2 separate regions of the Muntiacus reevesi genome follow, and region 1 is linked to region 2. A link is a contact called in public Hi-C data. All regions are on one chromosome and are shown on one strand. The core of a region is the stretch at or near the end of the contact, and the rest is flanking DNA. Distances in the headings are between cores, read along the strand shown.

Region 1 (2,700 bases), core at 25-2,524, 560 kb after region 2:
CAGAGGAGCCTGGCGGTCTACATAGTCCATGGGGTCGCAGAGTCAGACACAGCGAAGTGCACACAAGGATATATTGTACAGCACTGGGAATACAGCCAATACTTTATAATATCTCTAAATGCAATATAATCTATAAAAAGTGTAAAGCACTATGTTGTACTCTTGAAACTAATAATGTAAATCAAGTATACCTCAATTAAAAAAAAAAAAAAGTTGTCTAAATTACGTCTACACTTAAAGAGAAATGTGAGCTCTGGGGTTTCTTTTAAGTTTCTCTACGGACTTCATTACTGTTCGTTGTTGGCCGGTTTTCGGGAACCTCTGGTTAACTAGTTATTTAATTTATATATGGCAGAGCGAGTCATACATTCAAGGGCACTCAAGTTAATACACAACAATTACAACAGCCCACTCTCACCCCTCAAGACAACACAATTGTTCTCTACAGTCTGACTACAAATCTCTCCTCTTCACAAGTATTCTCCATGCAAAGGACGTTCGGTGTACTTCTTGTCCTTACGTGTGAAATCTTTCTAAGAGATAAGTACTTATTAAAGTTTCAGAGCAAACTGGAGAACGCTGCAGTCTTCAACCGAATGAATGTCACGCTTGGGTGGCACGACTCCCGTTAGAAAAGGGACCTAGGAGCAGGAATTTAGAAACCAGAAAACCAACGTGACCCGCTGAGTCACCGACACTGCTGTCAAGCACAAGCTGTCCAAGACCCCTTTCGAAACACCACTTGCAGTAAACGTGATACTCAGGATCCTTTTCAAGGCCCAAAGAGGACCCGAGGGAACTAGTGGGAGAGTGGGGGGAAGCAAAGCCAAGTAGAGCAGCCAACTCAACCAAAGACGACGCGGGGCCTCAAGTAATTCAGGGAAATGAGGAGGGGGTGGGGGAGCTCCCGCCACCCTCCCCAGACGCGGCGCCCACACCCAGGATGAGAGGACAGTGTGTGATGAATTAAAGCGGCAATCGGCACAAGGAAAAGTCGAGGCACGCCTAACGACTTTTTTTTTTTTTTAGGGTCCCCACGTCGAAAAACAGGGTCGGAATCACGTCGCGAAGACGTACCTCGGCGCTCGGGTGCTTGAAAGTGTCTAAAAATAGCAGCTCCATCGCCGAGTCCACCGCCATGTTTGCCGCGGGCGGGGGAAGGGGGAGGACTTCCGGGGCAGCCCTCCAAGCTCGGCGACAGCGGCTGAGGAGAGGGAGAGACGACGGTACTTCCCGTGACCAGAGCGCTGGAGCCGGAAGTCTGGACCTATCGCTACGCGTCGCGCTGCCGGAAGTCGCCTGCCCAGCGTTCTCCAGGGCGGCGGACAGCGCTCTCCCAGCGCCGAGAGATGTAGGGGGGATGGGTGGGCGGGGAAAGGACTACGGAGTCTCCAGTGGTCCAAACCGCGTCGTCCTACCGCGTTTTAGAGCCACGACGACCTCCGGGTGGCCGAGTGCCGAGCGGGCTTAGCAGAGGCGGAGGAGGGTCAGGGAGTCCTGCCAAGTCAGGATACCCGGTCCCGGTGAACCCGCCAGCAAGTAACTTTTCCAGGGCTGGCAGGAACAAGGTGCAGTCAGCGCTCGTGAAAAGTAAGACACTTTTCTTTTTAAAGATGAAACTCTCAAAACGAAGAGGTTATTTTGTTTTTGTTTTTGTTTTCTCATCTGGAAAAATGTCCCTTGTCAATCATAATACCTAATCCACAGGCTTACTGTGAATTTTTTTTTAATTTTCAAAAAATTGTAAAACGTAAAATGCCATGAGCAGTTACCATGTAGAGTGAAAAGGAAGCCTCCTTGGCTCCCTGTTGATAAACACTGCGGCAACTGGAACTGTTTGGTGTATCGTGGCGCAAGTGCAGGAGAGAGCAATTAGGAATTCTCTAGTAAAATCACTCGTGCCCACCCCACTTCTAGCTTCCCAGGTGGCTCTGTGGTCTAGAAGCCACCTGTCAATGGAGGAAACGCCGGAGACTCCGGTTAGACCCCTGGATCAGGAAGATCCTCTGGAGCAGAAAATGGCAACCCACTCCAGTATTCTTGCCTGGAAAATTCTATGGACAGAGGAACTTGGTGGGCTGCAGTTCATCTGTGGCAAAGAGTCTGAAGCGACTGAGCATGCATACCCACACACCCCACTTTTACGAAACTTCTTGCACATGTGCCCAGAGAAATACCTACAGATACAAGAGTATTCATGGCAACACTTTATAGTTTTAAAAAACTGTAAACTTAATTGTCATTAATATGAAATAATCAAAAAGAAAAAAGATCTCAAAAAAATCAGTAAACTCTGGTATGTTTATGCAATGCAAAATATAAAGCAGGTAGAAAGAATGCTGTATTTAATGCTAAATGCAGTTCTATATGTACTAACATGGATAATCTAAAAAATGGTTAAGCAAATACCCATTCACATGTTGAAAAGTGTACAGCATTTAAATAGTTTTAAACATATAAAATAAATTTTTAGGAGCATATATATGTTACAAAATTAAAAAGAAAAGCACTGGAGTGATAAACACTAAAATTTCAAGATAGCGGTGAACCATAGAGAGATGTAATTCATGAGCTTCATATGCTTTGATAAGGCTGGTGTTCTTTGGTGTGTCTGAAATATTTAACAAATTATTTTTTTAAAGTAAGTCTCCTATCCACTTCCTTCCTCAGCCATCCAGTTTCCTCCGTTAGCTAACAGTT
Region 2 (2,700 bases), core at 23-2,522:
CAGGGTAAGTGCAATGAGCTATCTGATACCATCTCCAAAGAAGTTTTCAGAAGCCACTATCAATGACTCGGTTAATAAAGAGGGGATTACGTGTGGACAGAAGCAAGTGAAGCAGTCCCGGCCATGTCTACCCTTTAACCAAGACTGCCAACGCCACCCCAACCCAGCTTACAGAAGTGGAAACTGAGTCTCACGGAGCGGAAGTGACTTGGATGATGGTCCTGACACAGAAAGTCCAGGGTTCTTCCCATTTTCGCATTGTGCGTTCTACTCTTTTCCTATCCACGGCAAATAAACACTGATTTCAAAGTCCTTCAGAAAACGTGGTGTGCCTACAATGCGGGAGACCTGGGTTCAATCCCTGGGTCGGGAAGATCTCCTGGAGAAGGAAATGGCAGCCCACTCCAGTACTCTTGTCTGGAAAAGTATGGATGGAGGACCCTGGCAGGCTATAGTCCACGGGGTGGCAAAGGGTCTGACACGACTGAGCGACTTCACTTTCTTTCAGAAAATGTGACCACACACACCTATTTGACAGAGTCAAGAATTTCTTCATCATAACCTCCCCTGGCTGCTGTTCAGACCGCCTTTCTCTCCCTGGGCCCTGAGACGTGTCCAGAAAATGACAGAAAACATGCTCCAAAGCCAATGCTCCGAAAAGAATCCCATGAACCAGGCCTCAGATACACCGGGGTTCTCTCATGCCTTGTTATTCCAGGTAGGGCCGTCTCTGGGAATTTAGCTTCCCGTTGGGAAGGGAGCCTCCTCTCGCAGCCTAAACCTACGAAGCCCCAGCCCACCCCCGTAAGGAGGGAAGAAGGCTCGCCGAGGTGCCGGGGCGTCGTGGAAGCCTGTCTGCGGGAAACGGCCGTTCACCGGCCCTGCCCGCTCGGGGACGCTCGTGCGGACCCCGGCGCTTCCTCCCTCCAGGCCCTTCAGTCAAGCCCGCGGCCGCGCGCGGCCCCGCCTTCACTCGACTATAGTGGGTGCGGGAGCGGGCGCGGGCGCGGGCGCGGTCACGTGAGGCGGGCCCTCGGAGCCAATGGGCAGCTCACGCGGAGTGAATGGGCGTGTCTGACCCTCGTGACGTTACAAAGCGGGCGGGGAGCGCGCGGCTCTTCCGCCCCCACGCGCCGAGCTGCGGCCCACTCGGCTGCGCCCCGCCCCCTCGCCACTGCGCACCCAATGGGAAGGCGGGAAGCGCTCGGGGCCCGAACTTTCGGGCGGGGCAGGGCGGGGGCCCGGCTCGGCTTGGGGGGGCGAGAGGGGGCGAGAGGGGGCGGGGCGGAGTGAGCCGGCCTGGGGCCCGGGGCCGCGCTCCCGCGAGTCGCGGCGGCTCGTGAGGAAGGACTGCCGGGAGGTGCCCCCGCCGCCACCGCCTCCTCGTTGAGAAGAAGCGGCTCCTCCCCCTGCCGTGCCCGGTTCGTATTCCCTCACCCCAGCGCCGAGCCGCACCGTCCGGAATCCTCTTCCGCCCGCCCGAAGTTGTGAGGGGGGCGGCCGGCGCGCGTGAGGAGACGAGCCTGGGGGCGCCAGGTGCGCGCTCGAGGGGCGTCGCGGCCGCGGCGGGCGTGACTGCGCCAGGGGGCTGCCCGCGGGGCTCCAGGTCCGGGGCGGGGGGGTGGGCCCGCTGGCCGCGCCCGGGGCGCCGTGAGGGCCGGCGCGAGGGTGGATTCCGGGGCAGGTGCGGCTCAGGTGGCGCGGGGTCGCTCGGCCTGAGGATTTCCCCCCCTCACACGCACACCCCCGTTCCAGGGTGACCCCCGTGGGCCGACCCTCGGTTTTCAGGTCTGCGGCCGGCGCGGCGTGGGCGGGCGGAGGATGCCGCACTCCCGTGGGCTCCGCACCGGGGCTGGATGGACCGGCCGGTCCCGGGGCGCGCCTCCGCCGGCGTCCGGGCCCCCGCCGCTTCCAGCTGTAGCTCCGCGGCTCCCGAGGGGTGGGTTTGTTGGTTAGATTTCCGCCCTCCTCCCCACTCCCTGTCTTGCGCCTCCATCCTCTTTCCCCAACCCCACCCCACCCCACCTCCTAGCCCCATTCACCCGGCTGCAGCGAGACCTCGCCCCTCCTCCTCTCGCGCCTCCCCTGCCGACGCCTCCTCTAATGAGCATCTCTGCCTTGCTTTTCAATGGGCCGGTGCCGCTGTCGCTGCTGCTCTCCGCGCGGGTTGTGGATGTTGTCGGCTCCGTGTTGTGATGACAGGAGAATGTGTGTGTGTCCCGGGCCCAGACGAATTGGTAGGTATTCCCTTAACTACCTGGCGTTGGGTACCCAGGAAGGATGATGACTGATTTTGCGTGTGGATGGTCTTAGGTGGGTCTGTGTGGAATGAAGAGGTGAGGTAGGTAGAAAAGGGAGGGGGGTACAAAGGGATCCTGCACCAGGATAGCAGTTGATGCCTTAAGTGAGTGCCATTGTACCTGAGGTAGGGTACAAAGGAAACTGATCAAACAAGTGCTGACTTGGGGCTTCGGAATCTTCCAAAGGCAGACGGTTTCTTCATTCATATAGAGATAACAGGAGCTGTGAAATGGCTAAACATTGCCCAAAGATGCTGAAAAATCGCAGAGAGTCTTTATGCAGGGTGTTTAATGCAATCGGATTACATAAACTGGGGTTCTGACACATTTAATGATTAGTATAGCTTTTTTTTTTTTTCCATTTACACCAAAAGCTTTGCAGAGCTAAAGAGCTCTGGAG

Evidence for each region. Hi-C and Micro-C count contacts between places; a contact is called where the count stands out from the background.
Region 1: a contact with region 2 is called in a Hi-C map of muscle, with 6 times the contacts expected there. The contact joins the promoter of VIRMA here to the promoter of PDP1 in region 2. A contact is called at or near these places in 2 of 3 Hi-C or Micro-C datasets (blood and muscle).

The regions. Positions count from the first base shown.
Region 1 is chr12:11,463,101-11,465,800 of mMunRee1.1, forward strand. VIRMA (vir like m6A methyltransferase associated) reads right to left here and starts at 1,275. Exons shown (of 24, transcript XM_065902509.1): 1 at 1,078-1,275. The coding sequence starts at 1,140.
Region 2 is chr12:10,903,802-10,906,501 of mMunRee1.1, forward strand. It overlaps PDP1 (pyruvate dehydrogenase phosphatase catalytic subunit 1), which reads left to right and starts at 1,273. Exons shown (of 2, transcript XM_065902757.1): 1 at 1,273-1,421.